Linked DNA regions of Mus musculus: region 2 is linked to region 1. A link is a contact called in public Hi-C data. All regions are on one chromosome and are shown on one strand. The core of a region is the stretch at or near the end of the contact, and the rest is flanking DNA. Distances in the headings are between cores, read along the strand shown. Region 1 holds the start of Nudt16 (nudix (nucleoside diphosphate linked moiety X)-type motif 16). Region 2 overlaps Nek11 (NIMA (never in mitosis gene a)-related expressed kinase 11).

Region 1 (7,711 bases), core at 2,197-4,696:
ATCCCACAATCAGCTTCCAAACGCTGACACCATTGCATACACTAGCAAGATTTTGCTGAAAGGACCCTGATATAGCTGTCTCTTGTGAGACTAGGCCGGGCCTAGCAAACACATAAGTAGATGCTCACAGTCAGCTATTAGATGGAGCACAGGGCCCCCAATGGAGGAGCTAGAGAAAGTAACCAAGGAGCTAAAGGGATCTGCAACCCTATAGGTGGAACAACAATATGAACTAACCAGTACCCCGGAGCTCTTGACTCTAGCTGCATATGTATCAAAAGATGGCCTAGTTGGCCATCACTGGAAAGAGAGGCCCATTGGACAGGCAAACTTTATATGCCCCAGTACAGGGGAATGCCAGGGCCAAAAAATGGGAATGGGTGGGTAGGGAAGTGGGGGGGTGGAGGGTATGGGGGACTTTTGGGATAGCATTCTAAATGTAATTGAGGAAAATACATAATAATAAAAAATATTTTAAAAAAAAGAAACTTCTTTCCAATACCCAGCAAAACTCTCAATTACCACAGATGGAGAAACCACAGTATTCCATGACAAAACCAAATTCATACAATATCTTTCCACGAATCCAGCCCTTCAAAGGATAATAAAGGGAAAACTCCAACACAAGGAGGGAAACTATGCCCTAAAAAAAGCAAGAAAGTAATCTTTCAACAAACCTAAAAGAAGATAGCCACATGAACAGAACAACAAAAATAACAGGAAGCTACAATTACTTTTCCTTAATATCTCTTACTATCAATGGACTAATTTCTCCAATAAAAAGGCATAGACTAACAGGAACTTCTTTCCAAATCCCTATGTGATTTCTCCCTTCCTTTCCCTTCTTCCATTTTTACTAGGGCCTTTTCAGATGAACCCAAGTGAAAGAATGTCAACAGAATGCTTACAAACTCAGGCATCGCAAACCTTAGCCTATCTTTCCCAGCTGAAGTCATTGAAGCCAGACAGCTGCTTTTTTTTAATTGGTGTTTTACTGGGACACAACAACCACAAATTTATACATCATGCAGATAAGTTTGACGTGGCAGAGTAAAGGGTTCCCACGGACACCATGTGACTGAAGGGGCTTCTACTTCTTACTGTGTAGTGCTCTTTATGATGCTGTGTGCTCACTCCTCACTGTGAAGTCTTAAAGACAAGAGCAGTGGGTCTCTATTTCTGTCACCATACCTAGCACTGAGCAAGTATTAACCTGTACCTTTTGAAAAAGCTCTGGAACTTGGAGGCCCAGATATCAGCCTACTCTTCCAGATGCCTCTAGGTTTTTTTTTGTTTTTGTTTTTGTTTTTTTTTGGTTTGTTTGTTTGGTTGTTTTTTTTTAAGCAGGGCAGGCTAGACAGAGACAATGGGAGCTCAAAGATGAACACGCAGGAAGACAGGTATCAGGACTGAGGTCTCAGGCCTCCTAAGAAGCCCTTGACAATTCCAACTCTCAGTTAGAGCGCAGGGCTGGGTAGGCCCTTACGTCACTTTCTGAAACCCACTGCTCTGCTCAAGCCCCAGGTAACACAGGACAATTCTCAGAAAGAAGCCATCTCCTTTGCTTCCCTAACAGGCATGGGTTGGGCTGGACACAGGACAGCAGCCTTACAGCGGATGGGGAAGAAACCCTCCCATTTACCCGGAAGGAGTGGGATGTGCCAAATGCCACATCATGGTTAAACTGGGCAGATGACAGTGTGTCAGGCTGTGTGTGACCACGAACTACACATATACATACCTGGAGCTTCCAGGCTGTTTGTCCATGTATAAGGCAGGACTCTGGGATACTACAAAGGCCTTTTATCCCTAATGCCACCAGACAAGGTGTTCCGTTGAAAACAGTGCATATCCTTCCCTGTTGCTAATCTGGCACCACCTACAATCCTTTATACCCCAAAGAGAGACCACTTGTCCTTCCCTCCCTCATACCAAGGCCCTCTGGGTTCCAGGGGTCCATGCTGGTCCGATTCTACTTAGAATCTGGGATCTTTAGTTTTGCAATAATGCCAGGATCCAGAAGTTTCAAGTCCTGAAGGGCTTCTAGTAGCTGCTCTCGGGCAGCTCCAATGAAGGAATTCTCCAGAAAGGCAGGCAGGCCTCCCTCACCATCACGGAGGACGTACAGGGGTACCCGCACCAGGCCCAGCACCTATGAAAAGGAGACATCGGACAAGTGGGACCTCAAGAACCTCAACACATTACCTTATCTACCTTGGAACAGAACTCTCCAGAGAAGAGCCAAGCAGAACCGGGCCTAATAATCACACCTCAGGAGAGCTTAGAGAGCCAAACTCTGTGGACAAGTGAGCCACGCTGGGTTCCAAGCTCCATCCGTGCCAATCCTTCTCCATCCTTTTCCTCACCCTTACTGGCGACGGCCTCCAGGAGGCATGCCTGGCTGTAGCAGTATTTCAAAACTCAGAACTCACACCACTGTATAGGTAGCACTTGGGTGCTCAAGAAAAATGCAAATACCCAAGTATTCCTCTGACATCCTTACCCAACTCAAGTGATTCCAATGGACTGTTCAGTCTAAACACTGTCAAAGTGTGCGCACTAATCAGTTTTAATAGCGCTCTCACTCCCAGGTTCAGGGTCACCTCTACACACAGGCGTCCCTAGCATTAGACTCACTGTCTGCTTAAGGGAAATATGAACCCAAAGTCAAGAGCTTAGGGTATCATGTGCACTAGCATAGAGCTGGAGAGACCTTTGGATGTGTGTTCTAAAAAGCTCTCTGCAGGGGCCGCTAAAGGTGGCCGAGTAGGTGGTATTATCTAGCCTGGAGATGACCAAGATCCCAACTAGTTCATGCCACTTGAAAGAATTCAAAGTCGGAGGGTCAAAATCTCCTCCACCCAGTGGCTTTTCTCGGTAAGGGGATTGGGGGAGGACAGACTGGAGCTGGAGTGGATCCCAGGCTGGTCCCACCTCCAGCCCATGGTCCTTGGCTTGAGGTGCCCTGGCTTCCACAGCCTGCAGCTGTTCCAGAGTCAGGCGCTTGGCATAGAAGTGGGCCACCACGCGCGGTCTGGCCGCGATGTGTGAGCTGCGGTAGTCAGAGCGTTCAACGCGGAAGGCAGACATCGCTTCGCCCAGCTCCTCGCGCAGTTCCCGGTTCAGCCCGTCCTCCAGGCAGCTGTCCTGCGCGTCCACGAAGCCGCCAGGGAAGCCCAGGCGCCCGTCAAAGCGCATCTGCATCTGGGGGAGGAGGGTATGATGGTTGGCCCGGGCTCGCGAGCCCTGGGGCGGGGGAGCGGCCGTGCATGACGCGTCCTCACCAGCACGGCGAAGCGCATCGGGATGCGGCCGAACAGCTTGCGGGGGTCGGGCGCGTAGAGCAGCGCATGGCAGGCGTGGCGCCAGTCCGGCCCGAGCGCCAGGGCCTCGCTGAGCTCCACTTTCCGATGCCCCTCCATCTCGAGGCTCGCACTTCCGGGTTCTTGCAGAGGCCAGCGCCTCGGGGCGGAGCTTTGCGAGACTCCGCATCAGCCAATCAGGATGGGTCTCTCAGGAGCTCCGAAGACACCCTGGATTGGCCCTTAGGCTAGGGTGGGGCTGAAGGCTTGGTAAGGTCAGGCTCAGGCCGGAGGTGTTTTGGAACCTGAGTTAGAATTTACGCAGGAGTTCTGCCAGTGCAAAGGACAACGTATTTTTTAGAAAACGGTTCTGGGTTGGTCCGTTCATAACAAAGAGTCTAGGGATGGGAGGAAGGTAGTCTGGCTTCAGAACTTATTCCTAGCCTAGCGTGATGGGGGAAAGGAGAGGTGGGTGTAACAAGTCTTGAGTGGTGGAAATGTGGGGATTGACTGATTATAAGAGGGCACAGGGACAGAGCTAACACATTTGGGGAAGGGGAGTGGCCAATGGATGTGGTTACAACAACCAACTGCATTGGCTGTGGGCTCTGGGTAGTGATGTGGCGCCTGGTACATGGAAAATGACATGGAAATGTCACAGGTCACACAGTAAGATTGGGGAGGGGTGGCTGGCTGAGGAAATAAAGCACAGAAAAGAGTGGGGAGGAGTCAGACAGGACACCCCACCACCACCACACTAGGAGTAAATTAAAATACCCTCAGAACTTTAAATTGTGAAGAAAAATAGGAAAGAGATGGGGGACACTCAATGCCTAATGCTGAGATCCTGGCATTCAGGATCCTTCACCTCAGCTAGGCTGCCCCACCTGAAGTTGAGTCCATATATCAAGAACCTGTATGTATTTAAGGAAGGGAAGAGGTGACACTCAAAGAAGATCTGACTTCAGGTCACAGCCTGGACTTGAAAGTTTGTTGTAGAGCTCAGAACTCACCCAGATACAGGCTTGTGACTTTAGTAGAAGCCACTCAACCCTCTCAGGTTCCCAGTTAAGGACCTGTTAGTGGAGGTGGAACCAGCGTAGTATGGGAGTAAAATTCTCCTCAGAGCCAGACATATGGTAAATGCAGCCATTCTTGGATTCGAGGGTGGAGGTTCGATGCTGTGTCTTATGTCAAAGATTGAGGCCAGCATCCTAAGAATAAGGGCACCATCAGGAAAAGCCTGTGGACATCTTGCCTCAGTCCCCTGAGTCGCAGGGCAGAGATGCCATTGACTGAGGCAGTCACATCATGGTGAGTTAGGTGCGATACAGATGCCATTACTCAGATAACATCCAAGGGACAGGCAAATCATCCTGGTCAAACATTATCACCTGGCAACAAGAAGGAGAAGGAGGAGGAGGAGGAGGAGGAAGAGGAAGAAGAGAAGAAGAAGAAGAAGAAGAAGAAGAAGAAGAAGAAGAAGAAGAAGAAGAAGAAGAAGAAGAAAGAAGCTTATAAAACCCTTCATATCTTCCAATTCCAGAGCCCCACCCCAGGCCAATTTCAAGAAAAAATTCCTGGTGGTAGTAAGAGGACACGGTGGTTCTTTTGTTTTGTTTTCTGGATGTGTGCAGTGTATGTGCATGTACAAATGTATGTGTGTTCAAAAGACACGTAGGCTCATGTTCACATGTGTGTGGAGGCCAGAGGTCAATTCTGAGTGTCTCTGGGTGTCTCTCTCTACTGCCAGCCCCCCTTATTTTTTGAAAGTGACTAATGCACTGAGCTCACTAACGGTCTACAATATCTGGTCAGTAAACTCTGGGGATCCCCCGTCTCCCCTTCTCCCAGTGCTAGAGTTACAGGCACGCCCACTATGCTTGGCTTTTGTGGGGGTGCTAAGGATCCAGACTCAGACCTTCATGCTTGTAAGGCAGAGAATGTATAGACTAGGACATCTTCCCAACCTGGCTTTTAAAGACACACCATTTGAAAAGCCACCATGACCGATGTGAGGGAGCCCGAACAAATTACATGCGCCCCCCCCCTTATTTATAAAGAAACCAGACTTATCTCGGGGCTACAGTATTGTACAGAGTTAACACAGAGCCTCATGCAAACAGAGTGATAAGAAATATGGTGTTCAGGATTGTATACATCAGACCTATGATTACTACCACTCTTATAAAACAAACTGTAAATCTTGGTCCAATCTATAATAACTAAAAAGGGCCACCTCCAAATGAAGAGAATTATTATACTTTCTGTAGTAACAGGATGAGCTTAATATGAGTTTGAGTTGGCCTATATAACCCTACAGGCATCTACATAAAGCAGCATTGGGAATGCCTACATCAAGGATTAATAAACCCCTTACTTTTTTGTTCTTGTTGTCGTTGCTCTGTCAGTTGAGAGGCCCACAGAGCCCATGATGCCTGATGATAACAACTCAGTTAGGGTCCAGGACTTGCTTATAACATCATAGCCCAACAAAAGAAACCAATGCTCCTTAGAAAACTTCCACTGAAGAGCCAGAAAGATCCCCAGTGAAATACAGTGAACATCAACCATCTTATGATGTCAGGAAAGAAACTCAATCCCACCCTTACGCCCTCCCTCAAAGAGAAAAAAAAAAAGAATCCCCCAAATAAAAGAGAACCCCTGCACTGTTCTGAGACAGAAAGCCACAGGCCACTGCTGAGTTTTCAAAACAAAAACCAGTTTGAGGAACAGAAGAACAAACGTGGTTTTACTTTTGGTTTATTCATTTATTTATGATGTAAAGTAGAAAATAAATACCTGTCCTGATATTAGAATGCAGATACATGCAGAATGAGCTGCTGAGGGTCGGCAAAGGGTCCTCCACTTGGAAGACTTAGAGATCATTTCAGCAGCTATTTTGTCCTCCAGCAGAGCAGAGCTCCATAGTAACTTCCTTCCGAAGAGTAAACAGTACAAAAAGAAGAAAACCACAGTGCAACTTTGTAGCTTGGGGGTGAAATCAACCAGCACTACCTTAGCGGGACAATCAAGATCAGCAACCGGCATAGGTGTGTCACATCGACAGAGGGGGCTACATATGGTGTCAAGGTAAGCATCCAGCATTGTTGTGTCACACTGACAGAGGGGACTAGATATGTTGTGATGATAATGTCTCTTTTGCCTGAGGTCTCCCCTCCCCCAAAGGAGAGAACTCTGGTCTAAACTTTGAGGAAAGCAACAAGCCAGCCTCCGCCATTTGACAGGTAATCCTTGAAACTGTCAAGGCATTGTCTTAGTTCCTTGGAGTTACTGGAACAAAATTCCTCAGACTGGAAGACTTACAAACTAAAGTTTATTTCACACAGTTCTGGGGACTTGGAAGTCTAAGACGAAGGGGCTGACATACTTGGTGTCTGCTGAGGTCCCAGTTCTTGATGCATAGGCCACCTGGTAGCTGAAATCTCAGAAGGTTCTGGAGAGCTCTCCAGATCCCCTGCAAGGTCACTAATGCTTTTCATGAAGGCTGCGTTATTTCAGTATAGTCCCCTCCCAAAGGCCCCTATCCCCAAATATCAATGTGGGGTTAGGATGTCAGCATATGGACTGAAGGACTGGTGCGGAGGACATAAATATTCAATCTATGGCAATCAAAATAAAAATGAAAATTTCCACAGGTACCTATGGAATAAAGGAGAACCTCAAAAGATGTGCCTCACCTGAAATCTGAGAAAGATGAGGATATTAGGTAACAGCCAAGAGAATCTGAATAAAGCGTTGGTTAATATTAACGCCTTAAAACTGGCTCATTATTTTAAGAACTATACCGTACTAAATTAAGATATTAACTCATCCTCAGACTCTCCTGCCAGGAGTTTCAGGTCTAGTTTACCTTTCCAGCTGTTCCCTGGTAGCCCTGCTGTTGGACGTTCTGAGAACACATTCCAGGTCCTGGGTCTCTTTATGGCTCATATATATATGAGTGTGTGTGTGTGTGTGTGTGTGTGTGTGTGTGTGTGTGTGTGTGTGTGTGTGTGTGTGTGTGTGTGTGTGATGCATCCAATCCTCACTTATGCAGACAAAATGCCAAAACCAACATTTTCAATGTTAACAACTGAGCTGCTGTCAATTGGAACCTTACCCTCAAGGACCCATGAAGCCTCACACAGATCTCTGAGGACTAACCACTAACAGTGCAAGGAACCTTCCTCCAATGACTGGGCTCAAGAAAAAAAAATCTAATACAAAATTTGTTACCCAACAAGAAGTCCCTTTGCCCACTGGGGACATGGGGTCCTAGCAGGAGGCCCTTCAGGATGAGATGTAGTTAACCACTCCCAACCCCGCCTCAACAACTGAACAAGTGAAAATTATTTTCCTCATTCTGGAGAATGGGAAGTCTCCAGTGCTGTACTTTGGTGTGTTGT
Region 2 (7,711 bases), core at 3,809-6,308, 240 kb after region 1:
CCATCCAAGCATTGGGGGGGGGGGTGCAGGAGGGAAGGAGGAGGGAGAGGGCCCCTCCATCGGGCCCACAGCTCTGTGGCACCCCTGCACCTCTCAGGTGATCTCTCTTGAAGACAGATGAATAAACAAGTTTCATCTTAGAGCTGACTTCCCTCTCTGTGTAAACTTAAGGGGGTGTGGTGGAAGCTCTGCGACCTCATACAGGGAGAGGGGTCAATGGGACTCACTTAAGTAAAAACAAACAAACAAGCCAAAGGTAAGTGGTGCCAGAGAGAGCTAAAGACCCTTCTATCCTCGACCTGACAGGTGCGGGGGAGAGCTGTGGGGGGAAGGGAGTTCTTCACTGTCCGAACAGGCTGGAGCTGGGTTTGCTATGCCTCCGATAACATGACCTTCTGTATGTTTGGCTAGCATGGTCTTTGTTCCAGTGTCTTCCAGAAAAAAAAAAAAAAAGATATAAGCTGACATGAGTTCTCACCAAGAGGACTCGGCTCCCAGAGCATTGCCAACACTTTCCCTCACTGTCTCACACAGACTTTCCTCTGAGAGGAGGCACAAGGATTTGGGGTAACACAGTGACACACAAGAGTCACTAGGGCTGCTGTTACTTGGTGATCTATTCTCTGGCACTACTGAAGCACCAACTCATCCAAATGAATTTCCTAGGTCTCCACCTGTCTGGAGACAGTGAAATAACCTAACACGCTCTAAGGAAAGCCCAAGGGCCATTACCACTCCGATTCTTACCTTATTCCCCTTTAAAAACGGCTCCAGGAAGAAAAAGTGAGTAACACGTCGAACACTTGGGCTCTGCTCTAGCGTGCATGCGCAGAAATGTAACCATACGGAACTATGTCTCCTTCTGCTACTGGAAAACGAGAGTCACAGCAACAGAGTTTGCTTCGAAAATCCTTCAGTAAGCTTTCATTTGGGGTATTCAGAGTTAATAGTTACTGCTTACATGATCTGCTAAGACTCACACCAAGTATATAAGACTATCCCCACCTCTATTTTTATCTATAGCATTAAATAACATTTTAGTATTACATAATCCTGTTTACTGCCCTTCTTCTACTATCCCACCAGAACGTCCTCTCCCTCAAAATCGACTGTAGAGTACCCTGCCCAGAGCAGTGGCTGCCGCTGCCATCAGTCCGTTCACTAATCAGGACTGAATGACGATACTCACTCTAACCACTTCTTGCAGTTAGTGCTGTCTCCTCACAGTGTACTAACTGTCTCCACTGCATTAAGCAGTTAGCGGATATAAATTCTTTGTACCTCTTTGTTTTTCTTAATGGGCAACCTGGAGTGATTCCCTTTCACAGAGGAATAGCAAGACATCAGGAGTCTCCTTTCCAAAGACATGAGGTGGTGTGGCCAGTTTTATGAAGACATCAGATATCAGTGAGATGGCACAGTGGGCAGAGGTGCTGCCACCAAGCCCAGCCACCTGATTTCACCACCCACATGGTGGGAAAATGGAATTCTTCCTGTCTTTTGGCCTTCATACACACACCATGGCACAGGGGGTGAGGGGGTGAGGGTTTTTCACTGTCTGAACAGGCTGGAGCTGGGTTTGCTATCCCTTCAATAACATTTCTCATGCACACACACACACACACACACACACACACAGTCATGTGTGCAGGCACATATATGTGCAGCCAATCAATCAATCCATAGACAGACGATGCACCCATGAGGAGACATTATCCAAGCCTGAAGCTATCCTGCTACTTCTAGAAGGTAGGGTTAAACGAGATTCCTCATGGATGAAGGAGCAGGGGACTGGCTGAAAAACATGTACTTTCAAAGGGTGGTGGGTTTGTATATTAAAGGACATCCATTTATGTAAGTCATAATACTCCCAGGCCATTCTAGCAATTTCATGTCTATGGGTGGCTCCAGAAAACCTTTACTGGGGGAACCTTCACCCTGCAGCTCTCTGGGCTCATCAGTCTACATCACGATTCCAAGATTCACCTCGGAGGTAGCCAAGAGTCTTTCATTCAGGGATACAGACTTATGATTTCAACCACTCATCTGTGTGTGTGTGTGTGTGTGTGTGTGTGTGTGTGTGTGTGTGTGTGTGTGTGTGTGTGTGTGTGTGTGCATGTGCGTGTGTGTATTGTGTGGAAGGACAAAGGTCAACACCAGGAGTCTTCCTGAATGGCTCTTCATGTATTTTCTGAGACAGGATCCCTTACTGAAATTGGAAATCCCTCCCTGAATTTGGCTAAACTGGCTGGCCCATGAGCCCTAAGGATCCCCAGTGCTGGGATCAAAAGTGTACATCATCACCCCAGGCTTCTCAGTGCATGGTTTCTAGGGACTGACTGGTACTTGCACTGCAGGCATTTTATCCACTAAGTCATATATATTCTAGCCCCAGTGCTACTCCTCTGTTATTGCTACGCTTACTGATCCACAGTGTAATTGTCAGGGTAGACAGGGGATGGCGAGGTGCTCATGTGGAGGTCAGAGAACAACTTGCGGGAGTTGGTTCTCTCCTTCCACCTGTAGGTTCTGGAGGTTGAATAGATAGGCTTGTAGAAAGTGCCTTTCCCTTCTGTGTCATCTCACTATGCCCCCAGTGCTCATTCCTAACAAGACCTGTAACCCAGGATATACCCTCTGTCATAGACACACACTGACAATCTGAAAGCCGTTCACTGCACACATTCAAGTGGGTGCCCCATTTCTAGACTACTCACAATGTAACAACGCTGTGAATTAAAATTTATAGTAATCTTACAATTCTCTCATTAATAGTATATTTAAAACATTATATTCTGTCTTGTTAAATGTGACTATTTAAAGTATTTCACACTTTTCATTGCCCTGTGCTACACTTTCTTGACAGAGACCGGCTTTGGCTCCAGAGGGTACACTGAAGCAGGCAGCTGTTGGGGCTCAGTGCTTAGAGCTGCCGATGAGGGTGAATTCAGATACCTACAGGGGCTGCTGCCAAAGGCAGCTGGCGATTAGAGACGTTACCCAGCCGGGTTTCTCTGAGGGAACAGAGATTAATTTACTGGGGCTGGCACTCCTGTGGCCAGCATAAAAATTATGAACTCTTTTAACCCCTTGGGGCCAGAGAGAAAGAGAAGGAAAGAGAAAATTCACACCTGCACACACACATAAACACACACACACCTGCTGAGTGGATGAAACAAAAGCAGAGTTCAATAACTTCATACACACAAATATACATGCATGTCACACACACACACACACACACACACACACACACACGTATACAGACCTACAGATGGACATGTACACATTTTCACATAGAATGGTTAGAGCAATCAGGTTCCAAGCATTTTACACATGCATACATAAATACATACATACACACATACATACATACACATACACCATTGGTGTGTGGAGCAAGCTCCAATACACACTCAGACAAGCTTTACATGTATACATACGTACACACACCTGATGGATGGAAGGAACAGTGTTCCAACCCAGAAGACACACAAGCCTTATACATACACATAGTCAATGTATGCCCCACCCCTCATTCACACAAACCTTACACATGTACATACACACACACACACACACACACACACACACACACAGAGTTGATAGGTGGAAGGAACAGACACACAAACCTTACACATGTACATACATACATATACACACACACACACAGAGTTGATAGGTGGAAGGAACAGACACACAAACCTTACACATGTACATACACACACACACACACACACACACACACAGAGTTGATAGGTGGAAGGAACAGACACACAAGACACACAAACCTTACACATGTACTTACATACACACACACACACACACACACACACAGAGTTGATAGGTGGAAGGAACAGACACACAAACCTTACACATACACACATAGTTGGTGGATGGGTGAAACGGCTACACTATCCATTATTCTTTCTTATATATCCCAGCAAACTCTTTTAAGCAATATACAATTACAATGTGATTATGTTTTAGTTTTCTTCTAGTGAATGATTATGAAAAACCAGTGTGTTCCCCAATACCTTTACAGGAAATAACATTACATTGTACATGTAAAGAAAACAAATTATTTTCCAAACCCACAAACATTCCTAACCAAGTAACTTGTTTTAGATTAACAACATGTAAGCAAGCAAGGCAGTTTTCTCTGCCAGTTTCTCTTACTGGCAGGCAGCAATTTGCAGTTAAAAAGAAAAGAGTAATTATCATATTTATCTTTAAAAGTAATCTTGTAAGAATCATAAAAGAGCCAGAAATCTATGTTTTTATATAAAAATCAGTCATATCTACCTTAAATCTTCAGAATGCATATCTACTCATCAGCAACTCTTAATAAATCCTATCAGGAAGCTTGGGGCAAAAAAACTGGGTTTAAGAAATCCATCATCACCAGTCCAGCCTCAGTGCAAGTCATGTCGGCCAGCACTGCCATTGTTTTTGTTCCTGACCATAAAGGGTCCCTAGCTTAACTTAATGAGCATGTGCCTTTCTGAACTTCATATTGTTCCCTAAGAGTTGAGCCAGTAGTAAAAACATCTCAACCTAGCTTCACTAACAACTTTATCTTTCCAAATGTTTTCTAAGGGTGGTGGTGGTCACTGCTGACAATCTACATGTCAAAGTTCTTCTCCAGGCCGTGATAGAACCATAACCTGCTCCAGCAGCAATGCCAGAGAGAGATCAGGCATTAGCACTGTGAGTGCCAGAGGTACTGCCCAGCGAGGGACTGGAAGCCCCTTTGAATTTTCATATAATTCTTAGATTAAGAGGGATGTGAGGGCAGCAAACAGCAGAACTCCACAACAGCATGGCGTCCTCAAGGTACATGGTATTTGGGCTTTACCACACTGAGACCCACCCGTGAGGCTGTGGTAGCCTGTGGTTTGCATTCCCTGAGTTCTAAAGCCATCTGTCGTTCCTCCTGCATGGCTCTCGGTATTTTCTTCCATAAAAGGAATGGAAGTGAGACATATCGCTCCCAGCCTTTATGAGATCTTGGTGTGTCACCCCAGTGGCCACTGCATTCTCAGGCTATGTGTCTGTTTAACTGACATGATTGCTTCATCACTAGGATCTCAGAGTATCCTTAGCAGCATCAGTTAGGCGCTTGCTATAGGACTGTCGCTGCTCTCTGCCCTTCCTGTGGACAGTGGAGGCTTCTGCTTTTCTTTCAAGGATGAGAGCACACATATATCAGTGCATACACATAAAATAGGAGCCTCCATCTAATACCCTCAGGGCATGACCACACAAATCTATCCCACCCCATAGAAAATGGTCCATGAAGTTAAAAAGATTTCGCCAAGCTCATTTCTCAGCTGATCTCTGCTTTTCCTAGAAAGAAATTAAGAGTATGTTAATGACCCACGTTTAGCCTTTCATTCATTTAGTCAGTAAAACTAAATAAAGTATTGGTAAATCTTAATTAAATAAAGACATTTTGGACCTTGAATTAATGTGTTGCCATTAGAAATCCTGCCAGGTGATGATAGCTGATCTGCATGTCGCTTTACCACCATCTGCTGTTCACCATGACTACCTTTAAAACAGGACTTGCATTCTTATTTCTCTGACTCCATCTTCAGCAACACTGTGTGTGTCTGGGGTCTGATCTCACCACGATGTCCAGCACTGTCAGGAACCCGCGGCAAAGCTCCTCAGTTTACCAGTGTTCACAGGCCTGGGTTGGAGGGCCAGCTATCAGGTCAAATGCGTCTGGGAATTGCTGTGGGTTCCATGGAGGTCTTTGAGCCACGCCTTGCCTCAGTAGATCTAAGTTTCTGAGGAGCCCCTCAGAGAGGGGTCTGCTTTACCTTTATAGAACCCAGGGTCTTACAGCTGTGTTTCCCTGTGGAACTGTTTTTAAAATAGGAAATCTACCAGTGTTTCCCAAACAACAGTGTTTGGCGCTCTGGAGACGAAGGTCACAAGACAGACACCGAGATGGTTCTGAAAACTTACTGCTCTAAACGTCACAGTGGAACAAATGTCTGCAAGTTTTATGTGGTCTCTGCTTATACATAATGTGCCACCAGATTTGTGCCTTTTCTTATATAACCAGACAAGCAGAGGACAGCAAAACAGCTGTTGTCACCCTCACTTCAAAGAGGAGTCATTTCAGAGACTAAAAATTGATCCTGTCACCAGGCCCAGTAGCAGTCCCTAGCAGGGCTCTTCAGCTAGCACCCCTAACAGCTGAGGATTAGCTCATCCCCCCGGAATAGCACTGACAGGGCACGTCCCCAAAATCTCATATTTTACCTTAAAATCTCATGCAAGAAACTGACATATTTATGAAATGACAGATGTTCAGGCTTACTCATTGTGGCAGTATTTGCAATAACCAAAGATTTAAAACAGTCCAAAACGAACAGCAATAGGAATCTTCAATCTTCAATCTTACCATGGAACATACTACTTAACATATCTACTTTAAAAAGAAGAATGGGAGAATGGGGTGTTCCCCATGTACAACATGGACAGACGTCCTAGATGTTTTGACATATGAAAAGAACCAAATACAAATATGCAATATGCTAGAAATTATCATAAGGGAGAAATGGAAAATAAGACCCCGTATTCTGAAGCTGTTCATGCATATATGAATCAGTTCTGGGAGCATCCATATTCATAAATTCCTTTTTTCTTTTTAGATTTGGTTTGAGTCTTGTTTTGTTTTGAGACAGGCCAATCAGGCTGACCTGCAATCTACCTGCTCCAACCTCCAAAACACTACAGTTAGAAGTGTGCACTGTGTGTGTGTTTGTGTGTGTGTGTGAATTGTGTATTGTGTGTGTTTGCATGTGGAATAGACAGACAGACACACAGAGACACTGAAAGAGACAGAGACAGATGGATAAGCAGAGACAGAAAGATAGACAGACAGAGACAGAAACGGAGAAGGGGGAGGACCGACCTAGGGCGTCAGCATGAGATCTGGTCTAGCCCCAGCCCTATGAGCCAGGCTTGCTGAGATGCTTCCAGTGGAGTTACAGACTCTCCTGAATCTGGGCCTCCAAACTCTGGCCCTCTTACTTACTTGCTTCAAGCACGTATCCACTGAGCCATCTCTCCATTCTCTCGCTCAGGAAACTCCCAATAGCAGCTCTGTGGTGGCGGGAATGTGTGCAAATTTGAGAAATGGAGGATGGGAATGAGGTGAGGGGTTTTGTTTTGTTTTGTTTTGTTTTGTTTTGTTGTTGTTGTTGTTTTTACAATCTACTTTTTATATGAACCATGAAGCTGTATAACCTATTAAAAATTAAATTTAAAAAACACACAAACTTTTACTCTGCTTCATGGCATATTCACATTTGCCTTAAAATAAACCTATGCTCTTTTAAATAGTATATCATTAACCTCATAAGGCCTGCATTCTGGAACACTGTATATGGTCTGGTGTGGAAGATACGCACTCAGAGCACTTTAAAGTAGGCCAGCACTCTCTAACACACTAGCTGTGAATACCTGCTTAAGGACTGCACAAGACTGGCTTAGGAAACATACTGTCACAGAGTATGGACGGGCTCACTAGGTACCCCCAGATCTATATACAGTTATCAGTCACTATAGGACAGAGAAGCACTTTCTTCAGTGGGGTGGTCACTGCTGAGCTAGTCACTGTGCTCTTAAAATAATCTCTTAGAAAGATGCTTATAAGAACTCTAATCAAATTGATTGGGTCATTAAAAAGAAC

The links. Hi-C and Micro-C count contacts between places; a contact is called where the count stands out from the background.
Region 2: a contact with region 1 is called in a Hi-C map of cortical neurons, with 2.8 times the contacts expected there. The contact joins the enhancer-like site here to the promoter of Nudt16 in region 1. A contact is called at or near these places in 4 of 39 promoter capture datasets (the C10 cell line, embryonic stem cells, hippocampal neurons and 1 more), 1 of 15 datasets of contacts at CTCF or cohesin (stem cell-derived epiblast-like cells), 32 of 484 Hi-C or Micro-C datasets (B cells, the C2C12 cell line, the G1E-ER4 cell line and 21 more) and 9 of 115 datasets of contacts at active chromatin or transcription factors (Th17 cells, astrocytes, embryonic forebrain and 6 more).

The regions. Positions count from the first base shown.
Region 1 is chr9:105,128,359-105,136,069 of GRCm38.p6, forward strand. Nudt16 (nudix (nucleoside diphosphate linked moiety X)-type motif 16) reads right to left here and starts at 3,447. Exons shown (of 3, transcript NM_029385.2): 1 at 3,285-3,447; 2 at 2,935-3,204; 3 at 980-2,152. The coding sequence starts at 3,422. The coding sequence ends at 1,973.
Region 2 is chr9:105,371,628-105,379,338 of GRCm38.p6, forward strand. All of the region lies in intron 2 of Nek11 (NIMA (never in mitosis gene a)-related expressed kinase 11), which reads right to left. Among named protein-coding and RNA genes, the nearest start is that of Nek11, 20 kb to the right of the region's middle. Within about 2 kb of position 5,059, at least 22 of the 459 cell types and tissues checked have an H3K27ac peak or open chromatin away from gene starts, as enhancers often do. A contact at or near this core is called in the C2C12 cell line, adipose-derived mesenchymal stem cells, cortical neurons and 4 more, where this site is marked.